Linked DNA regions of Zea mays: all the other regions are linked to region 5. Evidence: chromatin contacts called from public Hi-C data. All regions are on one chromosome and are shown on one strand. The core of a region is the stretch at or near the end of the contact, and the rest is flanking DNA. Distances in the headings are between cores, read along the strand shown.

Region 1 (5,799 bases), core at 2,715-5,214, 410 kb after region 5:
ACATTTTTGAAATAAAGTAAAATCATTAGCTAGGCAAACTAAACAAATTTGAAATAAATAAAAAGTGCAGTAGTACCGACTCGTGATTTTCGTCAAGTGTCCAAAATTCCTCACTTTGAAATTGACCATATACTCGCTGATTTAAGGAAAAACAATAATATAGTGAATCAAATATGTGTGACTACACATCTACAATACTGAAATTTAGGATTGATATGCATACTTTTCGTTCTGATGTAGATTGATCGTCTTTAGTACTTGGCAAATAATTTTCTAGAGATCCCTGCAAATGACGAATGCAATTTCTACAGAAACCACACTAGAAAATAACTAAAATTATGTCGAATAAACTTTTTTACTACCTTGTTCTTGTATGGTTCATGATTAGAGGAATTTCGAGCAATGTCCTGGTTCATCACCTATGGTGTAGAATACATTGAGTATGACAATTTTCAAATATAAACATTTAATAGAATAAATGGACCACATCGATCATCACCTTGGCTGCATTACTGCTATTTTTTACATTTAACGATGAAGAAACTCTACCACCTTGGAGTCCTCCTCGTGGCATTGGTGGCTTGCTCTGCACTTAAACACAAGTAATGAGTAATGGAATTAAATATTAAACAAAAATATGGTTTGATAAGATAGTAATTATCAATGTATCGAAAGTAGGGATACAATTGACCTTTTGTGCAATAGAAACTCTTTTGTCTTTGAGTAATTTTGCATCTTGGGCATTTGATGACTTGTTCTGGGTGTACACAATGTAGATTAAAATTATGTTGAGTACAACATACTAACCTTTTCTTGAATTTTAGATTTTTTGCACTGGGCCTGTAGCTCCTCGTACCCATCATGTTCGATTTCATCCGCCTTTATAGTTATTGGTTAAATGGTACCTTGAAAATTTAAAACTGGGATGGAATTGTAGGTAAAGCATTCATACCATTGTGCTATTCAGTTCATCAAGAAGATTAACTTTTTGATTCGTAGTCGGCTGAACATCTTTTGATGCCGACAAAGGTTCATCTAGACATTCCTGTAACAACACAAAAGTATTAGGATAGAAGTTGTTGAGTAAAACCTTTCTTGAAAGAGCTAGGAATAAAACAGATTTGAATTTACATGGTGACTTTTTTGCAGTTCCAAGGTATTTTGCAAATTTAGTATAGTATCATCTTGCTTCTGGACACGATCTATAAGTTTTTCCACTTGAAGTCGAAGAGATACTACATCTTCACTTGATGTTGCATCCAAAGAGGTTAAATTAAGATGTTTTAGATGCCTTGAAGTTGATCCACCAAACACTTGATCTAGATTCGGAACAAGGCCAAGACCATGGATATGGCCAGGCTTCTCTTCTCCTAAAATTTGGCTAAGCGCATTTCCTTTCCATGCAACCTTTCCATGACTAGTGTCAGCTAAACTTGGTTGTTGCACTAATAGTTCCTTCAATGCAACCTTGTAAAAGCATAAGTGCACTCATTAAGCGTTATGGAAGAAGTATTTCAAATCAGTAAAATATAGCACATTTACAAAGTTTATTGTACCACATGTGGGTTTGTGTTCTTTGTGATGTTACTCTTGTGTGTATTGATATACAATACAGCCCTATGGGGGTATTTCTTTTCTGGATCTTGTTCCCTCTGTACCAAATAAATGATCCTTAATAAATGTAAGGACAATACTGCATGTTCGAGAAATGGAATAAGCATTGCATTGGCAACTATGTTTGTAGAAATACCATATCTTCCCTGTTCCGAGCAAAACTCTTTGTTCCTGATGTATGGGTCGCCTTCCTTTTTGCGCAGTTTATCCTATTTGCCTCACTGATATCCTATCATAGCAACAAAACATGAATATAAACTAAGTAGCATAGGTCTTTCATTACAGGAATAATGGGTTTTTAAACTGTCCATGTACCTGTGATTTTGTTGTAAACCAATTATTCACAAGAGTGACCCATTGATCATCTAAGACGCCTTTTGGAACATTTTTTAGATTATTTTCCTTGCTCCTATGCGCATCAAAATGTAAGGATTTTAGATTGGACTTGTGTTGTCTCCATCTCTCACCAATAGTTCGAAGTATCCACTTTTCCATGCGGGCAGGGTATAAGAATCTCATCTACACAAAAATGAAATGGCCATATGAAAGTTCAGTTATATTTTTGCTTCAAAGTTCAGAGGATGACAAATTTTAATATACACACCTTTACTTGCTTTAGTACATCTTGCTTGTTTTTTTGTTCATTGTTCCTGTCCTTCTTTCCTATCAGTAATCTCCAATCTTTGAAGCTTAAGCTACATAAGCAGCCATTCCTAGCAACCATGTCAAGGAATTTTCCTAAGACTCCTGCCTCCTCTCCAATAGGTTGGTCGAGCTCGTTACAGTTAACTACAATTCGTTTTCCTTTTTGAAGGTTCCAAACATGTTTAAGTTTGTTCGGACCACGACTTATTGCTTCATTAGTTTGACCTATGCAGTTTTATGTTAGAAACAATTAAAAGAATGGTTGAAATTTTAAAATAAATTACAATTTATGAAGTGTAGTTAATATGCTGGTAAGAACCTTCAACATAATCCTCTATATCCGCATCATCAGGAGAAGGGTACACTTCAGAAGTAGTCTCAAAAGATGTTGTATTTTTTTATGATGATCTGAAAACATATAATAATGGAGAGATTTCAGTTGTTGTCCCTAAACATATAATAAAATTTGAAAAGTAGGACATAGTATTCACTATTTATTAGCTGAAAAATTGAAGTCACAGTTTTATGTTTCAATTCCCAATTAATTTTATATCTTGGTACATACCTAGGTCATTGAACTCATTATCATTGTCGCTTTCTTTTTTGGCGTTCTCTAGTAGAAGGATGGTGGTCATATGCTGCATCTCGTGGCCGATGACTTGTTTCCCCAATAGGCTCCTCTACCAAATACTCTTCTTGGCTTTGAATGATGCACTTTCTCATACCCCTTGCCATGTCTGCTGGCATACCAAAATAAAAACTTATCATGTGTAATTAGCTGGTCTAGAAATGTAAATGGAGTTCAGTAAAACATAGCATTAATCCATACATTGGCCAACATAGAAAAGAATTTATCAACAGACTTGATTTAATAAAACACTTGGAGTCTGAAACAGAGCCCATCTCAATGAGGAAAAATTGTTTTACTAACATCTCTAAAACTTCAAACAAAGTACAATGTGTCTGCAAGTATTTAGACATCGTATAAAAATAAGTCATGTAAAAGTTGACATTAGTACCACTAGCTCCAAGTATCCCACAACTATGGACAATGTGTCTGCATTGCAGTTTCTGAAAAACACCTAACAGGATGCTCTGCTATTCTTGATAAATGTCTATAAAAGGTAGTTGACATTTTAGATTTGCAAAATATATTGGACACCTTTGATATCTGACCATCGTATCCATGAAACATGAAACTATAGAAATAGAGGATGTTCACTTTGAAATTCTGTAAAATAATGTATATGGAAACTGCTATGAATATCTAGTTACAAAAATCAGAGGAACTATACATCTGCTAACTACAGAAACAATAAGAACTAGTACAAGGTTACTTGAACTAAAGTATAAGGAAACTGCTATGAAATGCAGCAGTACTCAGAGAAGTGAAAAAATGGCCCAGATTTGGTGCAGCCTTACAACCGACGGCAAGGAAACACACGCCGTGCGTCCTCTGTGAGCTGCAGCCGATTCCTCGAACTGGCGCACACCGGCCGCCGCCAATTCCTGCCTTAGCGCGCACCAGCCTCCACCAATCCCCGAATTGGAGCGCTCACCAATTCCTGCCATCACCAGCCTCCGTCGTCGCCAGCGAAGCCAAAGGACGGATTGGGGGAGGCTGTTGGACGTGGCCTAGGGAAGGGGTAGTAGCGTGAGTAGTGGATAAGTTGCGTGAGGAAAGAGGGTGAGGGTTAGGGATCACATTGACGCTATGTACAGCCAGATGGGTTTGTAGGGTCTGTACGGTGGCTCCACAACGAAATTGGTGGGAAAACTTGAAAAATTAGGGAAAAAACAAATATGGAATTACCGAATTTCAGATCAAATGCCAAATTTCACAATTTGAGCTATATTTCTAACTTTTGTTTGTCTCTATTTTGGACCATTTACTAATTTCTATGCTTCAAATGCCTTTTCAAGTCGAAATAAATAAATAAATAAATACCAATTGTGCGTAAACAATAGTGAAACTTAGCATGGAGTCATAACATGGTCCCGGTTGGTTGAGATAAAAAGTTTAGATTATTATACAGAAGTATGAATACAAGTGCTTCAAAAATGGACAAATCTCCACTACGTTTCATACCATTGATCTACAACTTCACAGTTTGAGCTATATTTGTAACTTTTGTTTATGTTTTTGCCAAAAAGGTGCACCAAATGTTCATCTAACTGTTATAAACTTAATTCATGTAAAGATGTCCCTATCTTGGACCATTTACTAATTTCTATGCTTCAAATGCCTTTTTAAGCCGAAATAAATAAATACCAAATGTGCTCAAACAATAGTGAAACTTGGCATGGAGTCATAACATGGTCCTGGTTGGTTGAGATAAAAAGTTTAGATGATTATAAAGAAGTATGAATATAGGTGCTTCAAAAATGGACACATCTCACTACGTTTCATACCATTGAACTACAACTTCACATCTTGAGCTATATTTGTAACTTTTGTTTATGTTTTTGCCTCAAAAGTGCACCAAGTGTTCATCTAACTGTTCTAAACTTAATTCATGTAAAGAAGTCCCTATTTTGTACCATTTACTAATTTATATGCTTCAAATGCCTTTTCAAGCCGAAATAAATAAATAAATGCCAAATGTGCTCAAAAATAGTGAAACTTGCTATGGAGTCATAACATGGTCCTAGTTGGTTGAGATAAAAAGTTTAGATGATTATACTGAAGTATGAATATAGGTGCTTCAAAAATGGACACATCTCCACTACGTTTCATACCATTGATCTACAACTTCACAGTTTGAGCTATATTTGTAACTTTTGTTTATGTTTTTGCCTCGAAAGTGCACCAAGTGTTCATCTAACTGTTATAAACTTAATTCATGTCCCTATTTTGGACCATTTACTAATTTCTATGCTTCAAATGCCTTTTCAAGCCAAAATAAATACATATCAAATTTGGTCAAAAATAGGGGTCAAATGTTAGATAAAAAATTTAGATGATTATACAAATTTGGGTCAAATGTTCTCTGATTTGGACAAAAAAAGCAAAAAAGGTGGTTGTAGACGCAATGTCAGGAATTGAACCTAGCACACAATGAAACAATAAGGAAAGACACACCATTGCACTATGTGAAGATTGTTTGAGTAGTTTAGCAAATGAAGTACTCAGTAAACACATCATTCCAGTCCAGCACTGCACCTTCAGTTACCTTCAGCCCACATTACAGCACACATTACACGGCATATTACAGTAGACATTACACTAAACCTTCTGCACTTTGTGCAGTTCACTGAAACTGAGTTTGGTTTGTGCAGTTCATTGAAATTGAAATTTGGTTTGTGCAGTTCAATGAAACTAAAAAAACAGTTTGTCAGTTTGTTCACTGAAACTGAAAATTTAGTTTGCATTAAACTGAAAATGTGTTAGACAATGCAGTTACACTAAGACAATTTGTGCTGTTACACTGAAACTAAAAATTGAATTTGGCTGAATTTGGTTTGTGCAGTTCACTGAAATTGAATTTGGTTTGTGCAGTTCAATGAAACTGAAAAACAGTTTGTCAGTTTGTTCAATGA
Region 2 (5,810 bases), core at 1,528-4,027, 280 kb after region 5:
GGAATAGATACTTGGGAATTATTGTGGTAAGTACATATACCATAGATTTGAAGTTGGGGAGTTGTACTTATGATCATTTGCATTAGTCATATGCATTATGACTATATGCCCCTTTTCTTTTCTTTTGAAATTATGGACTTCATGTCCTTTTCTTGAAAAAAGGGTAATTCTTCTAGTACGACCATATTTTCCAAGTGTATCCTTATTTCTTTTGGCATCTTTCTTCACATTGCTAGACTTCATAGTGATGATTACCCATTATATCCATAATTCTTATGAGCAATGTTATCAACTTCATTGGTATGTGGTTTTCTAAGGGGCACACTCTATTTTGACCACTTTGATGAAGCATATGGCACATATAATTGCTTAAGATCCCTAACAAGGGCTTTACACCACCATGGATATCTCCTAGATGCATTCTAGGTAAGGGGTATTCTTTGTACTTTTCATAAGAGAACATCGTATTATTAGTTTCCCTAATGGCTCAGAGTACACACATGAATCTTCTTGATTCAGGGGATGCTAATTTGTTATGGTCATGCAAGTTGATTGTTTCTCATTATTTGCGAATATAATTGAGATTTCTATGATGCAAGGGACCATGATTATCTGAGCTTCTAGGCTCTTTGACAATTCAAGTGTGCATAGCGAGGTTCAAAGGGAAAATTTCATAAATATTTTTTTTCAACCAACCTTTATTATTTTGGAAAAACATCCATATTCCCTAATAATTCATATGGGAATGTGCTACTATGTTAATTGTTTCGTCATGAAACGAATTCTTATGGATCTCTTTTAAACTTGAGAGGGTACTACATGTACGATGTTTCGTATGATCATGCTTCTTCAAGTGCTGATATAATGTAACATTTTTTCATTCTATGCATATAATGTAAAATAAATACTTCGAGGAATGACATTATAGAGGGCAACCTTCGTGGCCCGCTTGGATGCACTCTTCTTAAAAATTCTTTTTTGTGTCGATATCTCTTTCGACATTTTATATCAGTCGTATACTTTCATAGAATTTAAGAGATGATTCATACGCTTCTATGTTACTTTCGTGCTTCATAATAGTCGAGTAAATGCAAGATTCCATACAAAGTGGAAACAAACATCGAATGTATTTCAAATAAATACTAAGTAAAAATTCATATATAATGATGAGAAAAATGTGACCTTCTCTTCAAGAGTTGGAAATTATTTGCCAAAGCGGGTCTACTCTTCGTGGCTTTCTAATTCATACAATATTTACAATCACAATTCTAAAATGATGCAAGAGATGTTGATCATTTATAAGAGATCATTCAAAATAAATATTGACATTAATTTCAATATTATTGTTTGGGGTATTTTCTTCTCCAATCCACTTCATGTGGTTTTTTATACGATTAGGGGCAAGGGGGTATTTCTTCATGACAGAGCATTCTTAGTGTCAATGACTTACTACTTGCATGTTTGACCATAAACTTACTTTGGTATGAACCAAGTTAGTGTGCTTTCATTTGGCGATTCATAAGACTGAATTTGGATATGCATGAGGTAAGCGGTTGTGCATATTAGAAACAACAAGATGACCTTCTATGGTTCATATGGATGGTTACTGTTGTTTATATGCTAGTATTAGACTTCTTGTTAAATATTTTCAACTAGATCAAGAGAATTACTGATCATATGTCTACTTCATGAGACTTGTGCATATTAATTGATCGACGTAGAAGTCGGCGATTTTAAATCAGCAACAATTACATGCCACACCTCGATCGACTTCTTGTCGGCGACTACCAGTCAGCAACGATGGCGCATTCATATGTCATGTGGAGAAAATACTTAAAATTGCTCGTATTTTCGTAGTTTGAAATATGTACAAAACACTTGCCATCCTATATAAGTCGTATATGGTATGCTTCTCATGAAATTCAATAGCTATGAAAAATTAATAGCACTAGCAATTTCATAATGTATTGCATAAAAGTAATAATACCATAAAATTACCTTCAATTCCATAATTCGTTTATGCCATCATCAACGCTTACATGTGTATATTTGCAATTTTCATATTTTTCGAAAACACTTCTTGTTATTTCAGATATTTTGGATGTAACTATCCATATATTCTAAAAATGCTCCATGTACTTTCGAATTGAGTTCATCATGTAGGACTTTCCACAGTATGTAATGTGCTTTCCGGTAATATACACATCATACAATATATGCTATTCCATAATATGCTTTAGGATTTACTTCTTGTAAATTTCTAAATATTCTAGGTTTTTTAGTATTGCTATATAAATAAATATACATAGATAAAATGAGGAAAATTACTTCATGTAACTTTCTATTGCACTCTAGGGATAAACATAACAATTGAACAAAAGTAATGAAAATTCATAATTCAAATGCTTAACAGCAAAGATATAACCTACTAAATAAATAGTGTAATATAAAAGTACATAAATAGAGAATAATTCTGGTCCCGATTATTGCATGAAAATAGTTTTCATCATTTCCAGCATTTTCATGATTATTCTTGAGCTTTCCTATAGTTCAAGAGATACTACTAATCATTTCCTTTTTTTAGCGGACTTTATAATTTTCTGATAAAAGTTAAAAAAAACCGTTAGGCCTTCCAGTCCCATTTCATCCAATTAGTCATGCGCGCGCTCTTTGCTGCCCGCTCCTTTTTCTTTTCTTTTCCTCTCTTTGTTGTTTTTTTTGCAGGGCCTAGCCCATATAGCCCTAAATGCGCACGCAAGGGGAAGTGAGGAACCTTGTTAGGGTTTCCTGTTGCTGGCTGCTCTTGCTGGCCGCCGTCAAATCTTTCTCTACCCATTTTTCCTCCTCTTCTTTCTTCTCTGGCTCGATGGAACGACGGAAGGATGCAATCCGCGCGCCTACACGCTCGCCTGTGGGTTGGCGGCGGCAGCTGTGGGGCCCACGCCCGTGGCTGCGGCATCGCGGCCTGCACACTCGTCTTTGAGGCAGCATCGGGGCCTGAGCCCGCGCCTTCTTGCGGCAGCAGCTGCCTGCGTGCTCGCCTGCGTCGGCGGCGACGGTGGCCTGCGCACCCGCGCGCTCGGCGACAGTCTGTGCTTGTTTTGCGGCGGGCGGGGCCACGTCTGTGCGTCAGCGCGCCTTCAAAACAGAGGCGGCGCGATGCCCTCGTAGCGGGGTAGCGGGGCTAAGACGGCTGTATGCCGGCGTGCCGGAGCGGCGTCAGCAGAGTTGTGCTTGCGTGCCGGAGTGCTCTTACTTCTTGCCTGAAGCAGTTACGGCGAAGCCCGCGCCTGCTTGCGGCGGCGTGGCCAGCGCACTCGCCTGCATGGCGGTGCGGCGGCCGCTGTGCCCGCGTGCAGCCGCACACCAGCTTCACACGAGCAGCGGTGGCTGCCTTGCGTGTTGAAACAAATAAATGTAAAAAAAATCATGTCTGTTACACACCTTTAGCATGATCAGATGAGCATGTGGCCATATTCCTGCATGCGCCGTGTGATTTGGATTCGTACCTTCTTGAAAGTTACAAGGGCACTCGTGCTGATAACGTGTTAAAAACCCTTTACTACTAAGTGTAGTTCAAAGGCTTCTTAACTAGAAGTAGAATCACAAACACAAGAGACACAAAGATATAGGAGGAACTGATATTCTCATTCATGTATTCAGCTCACTGGTTACAACAAATGGTGGTGTCCTCCTCTATATATAGTGCAGAGTTAGGGTTTCGGCTAGATTGGCCACGTGGGGCCTTCGGAGCCCAAACTGGTTTCTTAACAGGTTCAAGTCGTCCGATCAGAAACACACAGCCTAGATTAGAACCGAACCGTTATGTGATATTAGCCCTCGGATCATAAATGGACGGCCCAGGCTGTTCGATCTCTCGACAAACCAGTATGCCACTAGGGCCATCAGATCCACGATCTACCACCCTAATTTTATGAAGCCCGAATTGATCTAGTTCCTTCGATCTAGATCCAATGGTCCCAAATCAATCTTTGGACCACTCCCATCCGATCAGATCACGACCACACAATCCCGGATCAACGACCAGTGCTACTTCACCCACCTTCGGCCAACATGGCGGCGGCGCTCGCGCCAGCCACGGCGGCGCCATGGCTGGGGGTGGGTCGTTCACGTCACTCGACACCCTAAACGGAACACCAGAGGATCCTAGGCTTAGGAAGGAGCATGACACACTTGATAGCAGCATCCTTACGCCAGGGGGTCCTGCTGATCCTTGCGCCAAGCCGAGGTTCCCCACCCAAACAGCACCCTAAAGCTACCCTCCTAGCCCGCACTGCGAGGATAATCGTGCAGCAACGGTTTGATTCAACGGCGACGGTGTCTCTCCTACCTCGATTTTTCTCTATGTGCGTCCTCTCTCTCTCAATGGCTCCCAGTTCCTTTGGCCAAGACAGAGGAGGGGGAAAAGGTGCACGGCTTCTATAGATATCGTGAGGCCACAGCAGGGACTCCGCTAACCGAAGCGATCCGGGCGGCGTGGGGGTCACGCGACCACGTTCCCAGGCGGACTTATCGCCGCGGTCTCAACGGCGCAAGGTGGAAGAAAGGTTGGGACCCTCATGCCAGTGAAACGGAAGCCCCACTGGCGAGCTTGGTGCGAGGCTAACTAGTGGGCCCCACAAGTAAGCGACTCAGGAAAGAGGAGAGGATCCGAGTGGGCCGTGCGGGATGACACTAGAGATGGGCCGAGAGGTAATCGGCCAAGACGCAAGTAAGGTTTCTTTTTTTTCTTCTTTTTTTCCTATTTCCTATTTTCCAATTCCAATTAGATTTAAATTCAAACAAAGTTCTAATTTACAGAGACACACAAAATATTCCAACATGAATGCAAGGTACATGTATTAAGTTTATTCATTTATTTATTACTTTACTTATTTATTTAGGCAATGTTTTCAATATGCAACACACATAATATTCATTTTACGACAGTATTTTGAATGTGTGATCCATTAAAAGTTCGTTTCAAAACTTCAATATTTATTACTTATTTTGTTTTATGAGGAAATACTTTCTAATATATAATCACTTTTATGAGAAAATACTCTTGTTTAGATTTTAGGATTATATATATATATATATATATATATATATATATATATATATATATATATATATATATATATATATATATCCCAAAATTAGGATTTTGGGTGTTACAGTGTTGAATAGGAAATTTAGTATGATGAACATACTAGAATAGTTTATAATTATTAGTGAACAAAGGTTCAACACAAGGTTAAATAACCAATGAGACAATGCAAATGGATATAATATGGTCTCTATATTGTTTGAATATATGGACAAGACCTGAGAAATCACTATGCATAAATATGATCAGAATAGAGGTTGAAGTGATTAAGAGGATTGGTCAAGCCAAAGTGAATAAGATATGAGGAATCATGAATTGGCTTGACCATATTACTATTAGTCCATATATGCTTCTATGACAATCAAACTAGAGCTTGATTAATCTTAGCATTTATATCTAGATGACATTCAAGCAAGGTTCACAATATCGAAGAAATGATTCTCTCAATGGATGCTCAATATGATGTGACTCAAGAATGGCTTGATAGGGTGAAGATAGCAAGGAAAGGTCTTTGAGGAACTAAACGAAGGTGAAGGCCAAGCGACGGCTTGTGGATCGAGGTACTATTGTTAAGGTGAAAAATAGAGTACTTGCACTAAGTCGGTAATCTAATCAGCTATGAAGAGTTATATTGTGTTGATGCATCAGTAAGGTGACTTAAAGCCATGAGTTGAGCTCATATATGGTGAAATGGTTCAAG
Region 3 (5,125 bases), core at 2,617-5,116, 390 kb before region 5:
GAATAGGCTAATCTGAAAATTTTCACAACAAACTTCGAAAGATTGTTAGATACACAGTTCGACTGGTGCAGGCCGGTTCAACAGCTACGTGCGCAAGTTGAACCACTCTGAACCAATCCAACTGTTTTATAAACTTTAGACTAAAATCTACTCGAAAAGTATTTCACAAGTTCTTGAGAGAAGTAAGATATAGCTAAGTGAGGATGAAAAGATGAATATGTAAAGGCTATTTTACTTCTAGATAAACTCTACAGAGAAATCTTTATGTCAATCTTGCAAGTAAAAATATCTCAAGTTGAAACAAGCAAGAACACAAGACACAAGATTTAATCCGAGGTTCGGCCACACCACAAAGGTGTCCTACTCCCCGTTGAGGAGCCCACAAAGGGCCGGGTCTTTTTCAACCCTAATCCTCCAAAAGCCGACCACAAAGGTCAAGGCAATCTCTTCTTATCTTAGCTCAAAGAGCGGGCGATACAAACTTCTTAGGGCCGTCCACAAATTTGGAGACTCCCAAGCAACCTCGAAAGATCTTGAAACCTAGGGTTTCAAGAACACCAAGAACGCACAAGAGGGGTTTGCACAAGCTCAAGTCTTTGAAAAAGAGATGGGAGAGGAAAACCAAATCGTGAGCACAAGCACAAACCTCACACCCAAGAGCTCCTCCAACAAGGTTGAATCTTTAGGAAGATTTAAGTGTGAGAGAGATGGAGAGATGAGTGCTTTGTCTCAAGTTAGGTGAGCAATAAATGAGTGAGTGTTCAGCCGTGTTAAAGAAGAGAGAGAGGGGGGTCTATTTATAGTCACGGCTCAAAAACTAGCCGTTTGACCAAAAACCCCGTTGAAAACCGGTTGAACCGCCCCCTAGGGCGGTTGAACCGCCCCCTGACAGGTCAGCAGACTGTCTGCCAGTCTGACTGGCAGACTAACTGGCAGACTGACCTGCAGGCGGGTCAGACAGGCCAGGACCGGTTGAACCGCCCCCTAGGGCGGTTGAACCGCCCCCTGACACCCCTGGCGACCTGACTGCCAGTCTGACTGGCAGACTGCAGATCAGAGGTCAGAGGGTCATAGACCAGTTGAGCTGCCCCCAGGACCAGTTCAGCTGGTCTAGACCAGAGAGTTTTGGAGAGAAAACCCCAGCTCAGCTGCCCTGGGGCAAGTTCAGCTGGGTATGGTCAGAGAGGTCCACAACTGAAGTTGAAGTTCAGCTGGAGTTGAAAGTTCAACTCAGCTGAAGTCCAGCTTAGCTGAAAAGCTCAGCTGCAGCTGAAGAAGCTCATCACAGCTGAAGTTAAGTTCAGCTGGAAAGCTCAGCTGCAGTTGAAGAAGTTCAGCTGTTTTTCAGCAAGAACACTCTAGGTTTCTCAACCCAAACCATGGTCAGCCAAATAAAGTTAAAGTGATTTTTGGTTTTCAAAAATAGCTTTTGAATTAGAGGACTTGAGCTATTGCAAGCACCTGTACCTGTGCGGAAAAGAACAAGGAAGAATTACATCATGCAACACAAGATTTTACATAAATTTTATACGTCCGTTGCATGAAATCCTTGGTGCTTCCTTAAGTTCCTGTTTCCTTCTAATCAAACACTGAGAACAAAAACTGTTAGTACTCTTATTTGTTTTGTCATTAAATCACCAAAACCCTCACTTGGGGTTGATTGCACTTACAAATTAACATAATGATCTTATCATGAACAATAAATAACACATTTATAATAAAAGCATGATCATGAATAATGTGTATCTTAACACCTAGAACCACATAAAGTAATAGTAGATACTACCCAAAATTTCAGTGGTAAACAAGGTATAAAGATAGCCAAACTGGGGTGACCTATTGGGTCCCATCAAAATTAACCTATGCAGATCAAAATGATTAACAGAAACATTATTGGGTAAATAGAAGTGATCAAGGGCACAACTTGCCTTCAACAAGCTTCTGCTCAGTAGTTTCCATCTGCTGAGCACCTGGGTCCTCACTTGCGTGCTCGTCTACTCGCAACAATACAAACAAACATGGTACAAGTGAAATTAACATCACACCAAACATGAGAACATACTGCATAATAATATTCTATGCATTGTAACGAGATCGTAGGTTCGAGAATCACTAAATTCGGAGTTATGGCTAAAGAGTTATGATTTTTCCAAAGTTTCAAGTGTTTAGTATAAAATAAATTAAGTGGATAAATTTAATCTATGTTTGATGATAAAACAAAGTTACCAGGTGATAAACAATATTAATACAAAATTAATGCAATTGGAATGCATCGAAAAGGAGTTAAAATGAATTTCTTATGTATTAAACAAGGTTTTAGAATTATTTTTATATAAGAAATCATTTTTGAATTAATTATTACCAATAGACTAACCTGATGGACAGTGGACACTATTTCCGGATAACATAAGGTTGGTTCTGCAAAGTCCAGAGCTCCATTGTAATTATTTTATAACTTGGTTGGATGGTGGGTTGTATTCCCACAAACGCAGTGACTCATATGCAAAGAGTTCGGCGAAGGGGTATCTTCTAATCGTGTCCGCCCGATCAGACCCCAACGGTTGCGATTGAATCCCATAACCAAGTCAGCCAGTACGCGCTACCCGACACTGGATTAAAAATCAACGGTGGAGATTATATCTACCTTAGACCTATTTAATCCGTTCGATCGAGATCAACAGTCAGAAATACAAGCCGAACCGGTACGGAATCTTTGCTGTCAGATCAAAATCCTCAACTAGAGGTTCTCCTACACCATGATATAATGGGCCTGTTTGGTTCAACTTTTTTCTGACCAGCTTTTCTGAAAATCCGGCTGTGGGGAGAATCTGGCTGTGGGGAAAATCTGAGTATTATTACGATTACGTATGGAGGAAGATAAAGTTGTTCATAGGGCTCATGATTTAGAAAGTGACGGATTCCTACTATTACAACGACTCAACCGATTATGTGTTTGTGTTGATTTTGAATGGTTTTTGCCCCCAACGAATTTTGTAGAAGCTGGCTGAAAAGCTGAGCGTTTGGCAATTTGCAACAGATTTTGGTGGCCAGAAGCTGCCAGAAGCCGAAACAAACAGGGCCATAACAGTCGTCCTATCCAGATGGGCGGCTAAGATCCAACACATCCAAACATTATCTACACTCTAATCTAGACCGTTCAGTGCGGATCCAACGACCCGAGCAAGCTCCCCTCACCTAGGCCGGAGCAGGGCGGCGGAAATGAGTCCCACGATGGAGTTTCCGCCGGCGAACTACGAATCAGCGACCGCGAGCCCTAAATCCGCAATCGATTGAGCCTACGCGATGCGGGGACAAAAGTGAAACTAGAGGGGAGATTCTCACCCAAAACACCGATGAAGGTGAAGCAGTCCACGATGACGCACAGCGTGGCGCCTTCCTCGTCGACCGACGAGGAATTTCTCGTGTCCTGAAGATGCTAGACTCGTCTTGAGGACACAGATGGCTTCCCTAGATCCTGGCACACGCTTTCGGCCATGCGCCGAGGCCGAGACGTCGGCACAGATGAAGATCACCGGCGGCGGTGCGAGCAGTCTCTTCCTCCATGGTTTCGGCAGCGGTGGATAACATACGGCGAGAGAGGAAAAGAGGTGAAGACTCGGTGCCCAGCTTTATGGTCGCCATAGCGTCGAACTTTAATTCCCCCAGCACCCCCCGAACAAATTCCCGCAGAGCTCTCGCCAATGTCGTGTTCGGTTGAGACCTGTTCCGTGGAAGGGATGACCCATCCGACATACGGGCCCCACGCGCCAGTGGTAGAATCGGAGCGCGCACATGAGTGGCCGACGTGCAGGCCCGGTTGCCAGCATGCCACCAGATCAGCGAGCGCGGCGCCAGCATCGCGGCCGTAGGGAGACCGACCAGTGGGCCTAGGGTGTCGTCACCGACTCGATCACATGGGCCACACTAAGAGGAGAGTGGGCCGACCAGGCTAGATTCGGCCCATGCGACGTCTTTTCTTTTTCTTTTCTGTTTATTTTTAGATTTCAAATTTGATTTCAAATTTGGTTGTGAATTTCACACTCAGATTAAATGCACAAATCAAAATACCAGCATGAAGAGGTGTTTTGCTTATCTTATATATTTTTATTAAGGCATTATCCCAATTTATCTTGTATATGTGTTTTCATGCATGTATCACATAGTATAAAGAAATTTCCATAAACACCATATATTCTAACCCTTTCTTTACTATGATTTGGGTATTAAATATGTGTTAACGTTTGCGTTATAAATCCATTTTATACTGTGATGGTTGCGTTAGCTTCGTAATAATATCGTGCACACATTAAAAAAATATTATTTTGTCAATACCTATGTTTTATTTATTTAGTTAATTGTTAGTTCGTTCATTGTTTATCAAAATAACAATTTAGTTTAAACTAACTTATCATTTTAAACCACCCTTTCATAAATACATGTTAATCCATTCTTGCTTAGTATAAACGCGACATTAGTTAGTCATTCGTGTGTGTCGCGCGCACGTTTTTACGTGCTGCGCACATTGACACGCGTCGTTCGCGTGCTGTTCCAAGCATGTCGTGTGCGTAGTCGTCGTTTATTTGCATGTTCGTCCGCGCGTCGCGCGTGCTAATTCACATACTGTTCACTCGCGTCGTTGTTCGCGTAATTCGCTATTTGCATGCTTTGATAAAATCATTTCGCCGTATTGTTCATGTTAAATAATCGATTAATTGTTTAGTTCCCGATTATTAAAATAACAATTCAATCAAATCTAATTTATAATTTTAATTATGCGTTTGTAGATACCTGTTAACGTGTTTTTGTCGACTAAATATAAAAACAATATAATTTAGTAGTATTCGTATGTCGCGTCGTTTATTAGCCACGAATTGTTAGTTATTCAATATACAATGCGTCATAAACCCATTTCTACTCGTTTCAGTCGTGGCAACTTCGTTACAACGTCGATTTCATATTAGTAACGTTATTTTTTCACGTCACAAGTTTAAATATTTAATTAGTTGTTCATTCTATACTTATTAAAAATGACCTTCTAATTAAAACTAGTTTATAGTTTTTAACTTGTGCTTTTATAAATAAATGTTTACTTGATTAATACCAACTTAAACGCTTTTCATTTAAT
Region 4 (5,163 bases), core at 1,663-4,162, 280 kb before region 5:
CCGGACAGTCCGGTGCTACACCGGACAGTCTGGTGAATTATAGCGGAGTGGCACTTTCAGAAACCCGAAGCTGAGCAGTTCGAGTGGATTCACCCTGGTGCACCGGACACTGTCCGGTGGCACACCGGACAGTCCGGTGCGCTAGACCAGGGCTGCCTTCGGTTTCTTTTGCTCCTTTTTATTTGAACCCTTTCTTGGACTTTTTATTGGTTTGTGTTGAACCTTTGGCACCTATAGAACTTATAATCTAGAGCAAACTAGTTAGTTCGATTATTTGTGTTGGGCAATTCAACCACCAAAATCATTTAGGAAAAGGTTTGACCCTATTTCCCTTTCATATTCGCCCAAGGGGGAGTGTTGAGAAACCCTAAAAGAGTTTTAATGGGCTAATACCGAAATTGCCCTCAGGGGGTTCACAGCTTATATATATCTACCATACCCCTGTGTCTCTTGTTCCTCTGTGTGTTGGGTTGCTAGGAAGGGAGCGGGCTTCTACAACTTCTCACGTCCCTACTGCTGTTGGGAGGGTTCGGAGTCCGGATCGAGGATCTGCGACAACTACGTTGTTCAACACACATGACTACACGAGCGTCTGGACTCCAGGCTATAGATGGGAGGCATTGAAGCCATGTGGGGTCTGCTTGGAAGTGAGACAAAGCGAAAGAAGGAGCGGGAGTGACATGCCTAGGAAATGGGATGACTTGAACGTGATATACATGCGTACGTGTGTTTGTTTGTTTTTTTATTTCTTTTATATATATAGGTATATATATATATATGAATATATTTATTTATATTCGATCATCCAAATTTTATATTTTCTTTTTTTTCTTGAACAGATACTCTACCAAGGCTATTTCAAGCAAACAAAAATTGGTCTTCCGCAAGGAATGTAACACACCTATGTTTTTATTCAAAATTAACACATGTATATATAATAGCTCTCCACTATTTAGGTAAAAGAAAAGAAAAGCAATGAAAGACTGAATTTGGTGGATATTAGGAAAGAAATTTTATACCCCCAAATTCAGGGTGTTACAATAACAACACCCACAATGCAATGCAAATGACAAATTGAGTTTAATTCCGTAAGTTAATCATGTGAGTGCCGAGCCGCTCATGACCGTGAGCACGACTGATATACCAGTTTTACACTCTGCAGAGGTTGCACATCTTTACCCACAAGTCGTGTTACCCATCTGCCACGGGGTTGTACGGACCCCATACACCTCTACCAAGGAAGCGAGGAAGGGTAGCACTACGAGGCCTTTCCAAAGTTCCACTAGTTCGAGAAAACCCGATACGGGTTCAGGAAGAAGGAAGCATAGGAATCCCTCATCCGAAAAGCATTACAGACAGTTCGACCCAAGGACCTCCCTATACTCTGCAGCGACGCCTCCCCGCTTGCCCCCTACCCGGGTAAGGTAATCTCTCCCTAGCTTTACTAATTACTTGGCGAAGGGCATCCCATTCCACCCTTGTGGTAGCACTGTTTTCCTGGGTGGTTCTCCATGTTCCAATTAACAATATGATCTTATCATGAACAATAATTAAACAACAACATAATTGGAACATGATCATAATAAACATTAGTTTCCCAAAACCAGGTAGAGCAATAGCAAATCTACCAAATAATTCATATGTTTGCAAGGTGGGGGATAAACAATGGTAGGGAAACCTATTAGGTCTTAAAACCTATTAGGTCTTATCAAATTAATCTGAGCATGTCACAGTGATTAACAGTGAACATTATTAGGTAAAAAGGAGTTATCAAGGGCACAACTTGCCTGAGACTCAAGATTCCAGGTACCAGGATGATCTTCAGATTCTCGTGACCTCACTGCCATTCGTAGCAATACAGACAAACATGGTATATACAAATTTAACATCCCACCAAACATAAGCACAAACTGCATAATAATATTCTACGCGTCGCTACGAGATCGTGTGTTTGAGAACAACTAAAATCGGAGTTACGATTAAGGAGTTATGATTTATCGAAGATCTATGTAATTTAAATATTGAACTATATTATAAATTGATTTGTATACATCATATGAGAGAATATAATATAAATAATTAACTCTACTTTGATCTGGATTATAACTTGATTAGAAATCATATTTTAGTCAAACTACCATAATGGACCAGTTTAACTTTGGTTAAAAAGGATTAAACTACTAATCATAGGCTAAACAATTATCTATTTATAAAATTATGTTTTATGGTACAATTAATGTGGTTGCAGCGTAGAAAATATTTTTATAAACTTAACGCAACTTGAATGGTTCAAATCAGAGTTAAAACGTGGGATTTATAAAATTTAAAAGTTTCCGAACATATAAGTATTATTTTTATACCTAAAACAGTTTCCAGGGACTAAAGTGTGAAACTCAGGGACCCCGATGTAAATACTTTCAACAGAACAGAGTACAGCGGGTTTATTTAAAGATTCTCAAGGGGTTCTTTTAAAAAAGGAACAATTGGATCTATACCATTAAAAGATCCAAACTTTAGATATATACCATGGACCCCACATGTCATTGACTTATGTGGATCCACATGTAAGTGAGATAGTAATGGTATGGATCCAAAGTGGTGATCTTTTAATGGTATGATCCAAATTTCCCCTTTAAAAAAAGACAACACCGATGGGGTATCCTCGAGTGCCATCCATTGGATGCCAATTTAACGGCTGGGATTAGATCTTGGCTCACCGAACCGGTAAGGAGTCATGGCCATTGGTTCCCAGATCATCAGCCCACGAGTCATCTACACACATCAAGTCTGAGCCCTTGGATTGTTGATCTGGGGCCACGATTTATTGCGCCAAAATACCTCCACTGTGGTCGTGACCATACGCGATCGGATCAACGGTCACAACCCACCCTACGAAGCGGTATTCCATCTTCTAATCCAGACCCTTCATCATGGAGCCGACGGCACGCGCGCCGTAGGCTCCCTTCCCACACACCGGTCGATACCGCGTGGCGGCGCGCGACTGTCAACAGCAGTGCCAACGCCGGCGAGCAGTACTCCCCGGCCCAGACGCACCTATCCCAACGTCGTTAGGTGCAGAAGATTGAGGAGATCCATGCGAACACAACAGGGGATGACTTACCGGTGGTTACGTGATGCCGGCACCAACCCACGGGGAAACGCGATCTGCCGCGGCCACCCTGCTCCAGTGAGCAATTCGCCCCGAGCCCGCCTTGATCTCCCACACCGCTGCCCCCGAACATGTCCCACACCACCACTCGACGCCCCTGATCCCTTTTTCTTAGCTCGATTGACGGGGCGACCACGGATTGCCTGCCCTTTCACCCTTTTCCCCGCGAATGCTCGATACTTCTCTACTACCCACCGTCTCGAAGGATTCCAGGACCCCGAGGTCGACGGGCACCTCCGCCGACATTATAGGCACGAAGAAGCGGATCGAGGTCCACCAAATCCCAACCACCACGATCGATTCGCAACAGCATCCGCTTTCTACTTAAGCTCGGACTGGGATGGCTGACATCGGGATCCCACCGGCAGAGGCCTGCGCGATGCGTAGGAACCAGAGTGCGGCACGTGGGTCACTGACCCGAGTGGCCCACACGTTAGCGATATGTAGCCAGGGACGTGTGCATGGTGGAGAATTGAAAAGGATAGCGAGCCGAATGCGTTGGGAAATTGGGCTGGTGGGATAGAGGGGAGGTGAATGGGCCGGATGGGCGCCGAACCAGGCTGAGGTAAAGGTTTTTCCCATTTTTCTTTTATTTCCTTTGTATTTTCTATTTTTGCTTTTCAATTTAATTTGCCAATTCCCAACTCAAGTTTGCTTCTGGTTTCAAATTTCAATTTTCTAATTTGATTTCAACTCAGTGTTCAATTCACACTTATATGCGCATCAAAAGTTCAGCATGATGCATAGTTTATTTATTTTCTTGTTTTATCTATTAAACAAATGTTTTCTTAATATGAAACTCATATACACAAAAAGGCACTATCCTAAGAATACAATCTCTTATTATATCATCTTAAATTCGTGAATATTCTTTAAACATTAATTCAAAATAGTTTTACTTGTACAAGAATTTTAGATTAATTTCCTACTAAGAGATGGTTCCTAGGAACTATAATGAATAGTCTTACTAATTTAATAATTGAGAATCTTTCTATGTTTTTTTCTTCCAATCCGAGTTCAAAGTTTTGACTTCAAGTTTTGAACTACCAAAGTTTGAACATCGCTATTTATTTCCTTTATACGTTAAAAGGAAATAATCTATTATTAAAGGACATTTTAACTCAATTCTTTTTGAAGAACCTTCATAACTCCCAAACTAGGATTCTAGTTGTTACAACGGCCTCTAGGTAACAAGCCATTCTAGCCCTATAATATGATAAGTTAGTGCCATCGAAGTGTAGTGGCCTATGGGTATCTATCCCCTTTCTCTAAAAAGTGTCGGCTCTTTTAGCGGTGAGGCTAAAGCGTTTCAAATGAGCCAAACCAGGCTTTGATACCAATTGAAGGAAACAAGTGACACATAAGAGGGGGTGAATTAGGACTTCTAAAACTTTCTCTAAACTAGGTCACAAATAAATCCCTAGAGCGAAACCTATGCTAATAATCAAACTAGAATGTGCAAACTAGGTTTTGTCTAAGTGTTGCTATCTCTACCGCAATGTTTAAGTTTCAATCCTAAACAATATAAGTATAAAGACAAGATTGAAACTTAAATTCTTAATATAAATGCGGAAGCTCAAGAGCAAGGTAGAGATGCAAACTCTCATGGATGACGCCGGTATTTTTACTGAGGTATCCGGAACCACGCAAGGTCCCGACTAATCCAGATTGGTGCCCCTACGCAAAGGGAAGCCCACGCGAGGGCCAAGCACCTCGGTCGAGTAACTCCGTAGAGAGTCGTGGGCCTTCTCCACGTACAAGTGGTGCTCCGCTTCCGGCTCCTCTCGGACGCTCCCCATCGTCTCCACTAACGAGCTTCCGACCGAAACGTCGCGGGCCTCATTCCCTCCGGTACACGGTGGCGGCCATGACACAAACGCGGTTATCACGGTCTCACAAGACTCTCGCCACACTCTGTACAATTACAATGACTCCCGCAAGAGCCGAGGGGTTGTGCGGTTTTTCTAAACTCACTCAACTAACTAGGATTCACC
Region 5 (5,175 bases), core at 1,686-4,185:
CATGCACAAGTATTTCTAATAATAAACACTGAAGGTTAAACAAATGAATTGGTAAAACTGTAGTCGTATGAAAAGGCATGTAGTATGGCATCGTATGGTACCATAGCAGGAGATGCTATACTCAGAAAACCATGCATCTTAACCAATCAATGTTTTGCATATTATAATGTCATTTGAAGTTCAAGCAAATGCAAAGCTACAACAGAGAAATATTAGAGTATCAGTTGACAGTGCACATGGTAAAGAAAGCAAAACAATGACTGCATGTAGAAAAATGCTGCTTGACTCAACAGCTATTTGGTCGAGTACTCGAGTGTAACGCATCTCTATCTATCTACTATATAAAGCACCAGTTCCCACAGTCATCGTGGTCCCCCACATTTAAATATTAAAAAGCTAAAATTATGTACAAATGGGGATTCGGACCATGATTGTTTGCTCCAAACCGACACTCACACCTACCTGGCCAACAGAACACATGTTTTTGTGCTTTTATTCTCTACTCAAGTATAAATGGAAATCGTAGCAATGTAAGGGCACTTTGCTAGTCCTGGATTATGGAGATGTGCAGAACACAGGGGTTGACGGTACGAGAGTGAATGGATGCCAAACCAAACACTGATATTTAGCACGCCAAGGATGGTGATGCCCAATCTCAAGGCCCAAGAGTAGACGAGGGTCTCTAAGATAATTCTTGATTGCCTTTGATTCATACATCTCATATTCTTATATAGAGGCTTACCTGATGCCTAAGAAAGGTGGCAATCGTATCTCTAATCATAAACCCAATTAGCCTCTCATATTGCCTGTTAGATTGGAAACATTAACCCTAATTGTGTAGGGGGCTGTATTATAAATAGATAAGTACATGGGCTGGGATGGGCCCATTACAGTGGTGATTCACACACACCACGCTAACACGGCCGATCTGACCCATGTAGCGTAGCTGACTGCCAACTACATCTAACAAAATGAAGAGGCCTATCAGTACAACACATTAAATTACTAAAGCATGGGAAGTGGAGAAAATAATTGCCACATCTAAGCAGTGAACTAGCCAAGTAAGGTAAAGGAAAATTAGATAAATAGTGCATATGACATGAAATACAGTTTTTATTGTTTGAGCCAACAAAAGCACATCAACAAATACTAAATGCAGTAACAATGGCGGAATATTTATTTACAATAACATTACACCAAATACTTTCTATAAATGAACCTCTTACCTTTACTACTGGAATGAACCAGTCGACAATGTCAGTTTCCTTCATTTGTGCACCAATACGGCACAGAGATTCAACTGCTTTATCACGGACACAAGTTTCCTCCACTGTACACAATGTCTCCAAAGGTGGGAGCAAAACATGAGCATGTTCTACACCACCAACATACGGAATGAACACACCCAATTCCTCAGCCATTGCAAGAAGCACCTCGTCTTCATCATCGTTGTTTTCACTAAGAAAAGGAATCAGCTCCTTCCTGGTTCTTTCTTCTCCAAGAGCCCGTGCAATTGTTGAAAGTCTTCTAATGGAGTTTAGACGCAACTGGATGTCTTCATTCTTGAGCTCGTCAATCAGTACAGCAATTGGATAAAGAGGCTCATCAATCATAGCCATCAGGTATAACAAGGATTTCTGAATTGATAAATGAGGAAACAATATTAAGAGCTTTGTAACTATATAAAAAATCCTAAGAAAATAAAATAGAATAAGTTTAACAAAACTTTTGGTTGCATAAACATATAGAAGCAAATTAGAAAGGAACATTTGGATAGAATATACAAAAACAGATCTCTGATGGCGCATAACCAAAGAATAGATGAACCAAACCACTGCAAATTTATGACTAAAAGCTCTCTGGGTTGACTTGCTTGAAGAACACAAGAATACTACTGACTCTGTGATACATGTGAATATGTGATCCAAATAAAATTAACTAATTCATGCTGGCATGTTGAATGCTACTGTGAGTCTCAACTACCCAAATAAAAATGGCATGGGCTTCAGTTCAAACGATTATAATTGATTGATCCCGGAAAAGATTCCACACAAAGGCTCCTATTTATATTGCCTGTAAATGTGATTTCAGGAAAGAAACATCATCACTAGGCATCTAAACATTCTGAGGAATTGAATCGAGTGGAGACAAATGCTCCACGAAAGTAAAATTTGGCATGAATAAATCTAGTCATTTGGTGCCCAGACACCAAGAGTGTTTATTTATAGCCTTCGGCCTTCTTTGGCTGCCTCTTCTTCTCACTCAGGAGGCGTGGAGAAAATTCCCGGGATAAAATTTTTACCTGGATGTTGTTTCTAAAATCTGATTTATGTAGCGACATATCAACTACAAAATTGCATGCTCGCAGCACCTGAATAAACGAGCGAATCTCGATATGACGAGACGAGGGGCCCACGCACACAACGATATGGACAACAGACGCAGACGCGATCTACTCATCTACAACACAGCACGAGCAATGATTGATCCAGATAACTAGTTACCAACGTACCTAGCCACCAACACCACACAGCATCCAAACCGTTCCGTGAGAAGAGAACTCAAAACAGGGCAACCATTCCAAAACTAGGCAATCGACCAGAAAAAAAACAGATCTGGCATGGGAGCCACGCGTAGACGCGCGAGCGAAGGAGGCCCGAACTCCAGAACGACGACGGCAGCGGCGGCGGTGTCGAGGACCGGCGCGGCGATCGGAAGTGGCCAATCGGTGTGGTGAGGTGAGCAGATCTAGCGGCGGGAGGAGGAGCAGGAAGAAGAGGGATCTCAACTGACCTCGCGGGGTCCGGATCGGGCTTCTGTGACGGCCGGCTGCCTCGCCGACGGCGCGGGGGGACCGGAGACGGGGCAGGGTAGGAGCGCCCGAGGCGTCGCCTCTGAGAGAAGGGGGCGAGGAGCAGGTGTTGCGGAATGCGACGGGGGATTGAGACGAACGGAAGGCAGTGGATGTCGAGGCCTGAGGGCGTGCGAGGTGGGACCGGGGCTACAACGGGGCGGCGGGTCGACTCTACGTGGCTAATGGGCCGTCCGTACCGACACGGCCCGACTCGTTATGGATCGTACCAATTTAATCGAGCGGGCACTGTCCGTTCGTGGATCTAAGTAAGCATAGTTCGATTGGTTTTAAATAGAATTGTATTGGGCTATCGTTATTGGGGTCTGCTTCGTCGCCGAAGCTTCTTTAAAAATAAACACCTTCGAAATATCAGCACATAAGCAAATACAACGCGAAGGTGCATGCTGAAGCTACCATCCAGGGAGCTTCGACATAGCGACATACCTTGAGACGAAGAGCTGCACCGACTTAAAGAGGAAAAGACCAATCGGTCCACGATAATTTGTGTCATGATTGTAACTAGTTGTCGAGGACATAAATTTAATTTTGATCGGGCTGCGTCTCGTGCCTATAAATAGGTGAACAGTACTCCCATACTGTTCACGCTGGCTTGTATTCGCTCGTACGTCACGCTTGTACTTTTGTCTTCTGTTAAGTCGAAGGTACAAATGTAATTCAATATTGTTCTTATTCATCCATGATGATATAATAAAGATATATTAATGATGGCATATGATTATTTATATTATTTCTCATATTTTATATGCTTCTTCTTTCATTAACATATACTGTGATGATGAAGGTATGTCCTTCATAACCTTCGTCCGAAGATCGTTATACCCTAAGGGAAATAATGCTTCGAAGGACGAAGGGCATTAACTATTAACCTCTTTTGTGTTGCCTTATTCTTAACTCATAGAATTTGAGAACAAGTCCCCCAACATTGGCGCCCCACCTCCGGTGAACTCACTTCCACTTTTGAGCTGATGGCTTCGTTCAACAACCAAGTCGTAGCACCTTCGGCTACGAAGCTGGTGCTCCCGATAATAGGCGGTTCAAGTTCAGAGCCGGCTAACAAGAAGCAGAAGAAGGAAGCGCAGAGAACGGTGCAGCATGTTGAGGTGCAGGGACCCTTCATCAAGTCCAAATGGTCTCACATCCCAATCACCTTCTCCCAGGAGGACCTTCAGCTCAAAGATTACCCTCACAATGATGCTATGGTCATATCTTATGTCATCAAGAGATTTCTGGTCCATAATGTTCTGGTTGACACGGGCCTGCAATGGATATCATATTTGCTAAGGCCTTCAGACAGATGCAAGAGCCAGAAGACAAGATTCATGATGCTACACACCCTCTTTGTGGCTTCGGAGGAAGGCAGATTGTCGCACTTGGTAAAATCACAATGTCAGTTACCTTCGGCTATGTCCACAACACAAGGACTGAACAAGTTATCTTTGACATTGTTGATATGGAATACCCCTACAATGCAATCATTGGTCGAGGGACACTCAATGCCTACGAAGCAATACTTCATCCAGCATATTTATGCATGAAGATACCTTCGAAACAAAGACTCATTACTGTTCATGGGAGTCAAGAAGCTGCCAGAAGGGCCGAAGAAAATTGGACAGATTCAAAAGCAATCCATAACATAGATGCAGATGAAGCCTGTCAGCAGTACAAATACAAAAGAGAGAAGGCTACTTCGGCAGATCAGCCGAAGCCTATGTTTCTATGTCAAGATATAGCAGAACAAAGGGTACTTGTTGGGGTCTCAGTTATCTGATGAGCAAGAGAAGACTTTGCTAAGATTTTTATTCAACAACAAAGATGTCTTTGCTTGGTCAGCCAATGATCTCTGTGGTGTCAACAGAGATGTTATTGAGCATTCACTCAATGTGGATCCATCCTTCAGGCTAAGAAAACAAAGGCTTCGGAAGATGTCTGAAGACAAAACTGAAGGTACTCGGAACGAAGTAAAGAGACTTCTTAGTGCCGGTGTCATCAAAGAGGTGAAATACCCAGAATGGGTAGCCAACACTGTTATGGTGAAGAAGGCCAATGGTAAATGGAGAATGTGTATTGATTTCACAGACCTCAACAAGGCATGCCCAAAGGACGAGTTCCCATTGCCAAGAATAGACTCTCTAGTAGATGCAGCAGCTTCTTTAGAGCTCATGAGTCTACTGGATTGCTACTCAGGCTATCACCAAATTTGGATGAAGAAGGAAGATGAGCCGAAGACTAGCTTCATAACTCCCAGTGGCACCTATTGCTACCTTCGGATGCCTGAGGAGCTCAAGAATGCTGGAGGAAGT

Evidence for each region. Hi-C and Micro-C count contacts between places; a contact is called where the count stands out from the background.
Region 1: a Hi-C map of endosperm shows a contact between it and region 5, with 2.9 times the contacts expected there. The contact joins the promoter of LOC103629424 here to the promoter of LOC732740 in region 5. A contact is called at or near these places in 3 of 25 Hi-C or Micro-C datasets (ear, endosperm and tassel).
Region 2: a contact with region 5 is called in a Hi-C map of endosperm, with 2.9 times the contacts expected there. The contact joins the promoter of LOC100277170 here to the promoter of LOC732740 in region 5. A contact is called at or near these places in 5 of 25 Hi-C or Micro-C datasets (bundle sheath, ear, endosperm and 2 more).
Region 3: a Hi-C map of tassel shows a contact between it and region 5, with 3 times the contacts expected there. The contact joins the enhancer-like site here to the promoter of LOC732740 in region 5. A contact is called at or near these places in 4 of 25 Hi-C or Micro-C datasets (bundle sheath, endosperm, leaf and 1 more).
Region 4: a contact with region 5 is called in a Hi-C map of endosperm, with 2.6 times the contacts expected there. The contact joins the enhancer-like site here to the promoter of LOC732740 in region 5. A contact is called at or near these places in 4 of 25 Hi-C or Micro-C datasets (bundle sheath, endosperm and leaf).

Annotation. Positions count from the first base shown.
Region 1 is chr6:73,469,811-73,475,609 of Zm-B73-REFERENCE-NAM-5.0, reverse strand. LOC103629424 reads right to left here and starts at 3,964. Exons shown (of 16, transcript XM_020539255.3): 1 at 2,825-3,964; 2 at 2,579-2,667; 3 at 2,219-2,484; 4 at 1,930-2,133; 5 at 1,751-1,843; 6 at 1,557-1,652; 7 at 1,132-1,467; 8 at 953-1,045; 9 at 808-879; 10 at 500-586; 11 at 363-419; 12 at 224-283; 13 at 81-136. The coding sequence starts at 2,338.
Region 2 is chr6:73,602,598-73,608,407 of Zm-B73-REFERENCE-NAM-5.0, reverse strand. LOC100277170 reads left to right here and starts at 2,777. Exons shown (of 1, transcript NM_001150816.2): 1 at 2,777-3,440. The coding sequence starts at 2,883. The coding sequence ends at 3,179.
Region 3 is chr6:74,271,267-74,276,391 of Zm-B73-REFERENCE-NAM-5.0, reverse strand. No RefSeq gene overlaps it. Among protein-coding and RNA genes, the nearest start is that of LOC100194139, 45 kb to the left of the region's middle. Within about 2 kb of position 3,866, at least 19 of the 20 cell types and tissues checked have an H3K27ac peak or open chromatin away from gene starts, as enhancers often do. A contact at or near this core is called in bundle sheath, endosperm, leaf and 1 more, where this site is marked.
Region 4 is chr6:74,162,175-74,167,337 of Zm-B73-REFERENCE-NAM-5.0, reverse strand. No RefSeq gene overlaps it. Among protein-coding and RNA genes, the nearest start is that of LOC100381373, 110 kb to the right of the region's middle. Within about 2 kb of position 2,912, at least 20 of the 20 cell types and tissues checked have an H3K27ac peak or open chromatin away from gene starts, as enhancers often do. A contact at or near this core is called in bundle sheath, endosperm and leaf, where this site is marked.
Region 5 is chr6:73,880,354-73,885,528 of Zm-B73-REFERENCE-NAM-5.0, reverse strand. It overlaps LOC732740 (Serine/threonine-protein phosphatase 2A 65 kDa regulatory subunit A), which reads right to left and starts at 2,935. Exons shown (of 13, transcript NM_001112369.1): 1 at 2,794-2,935; 2 at 1,227-1,637. The coding sequence starts at 1,619.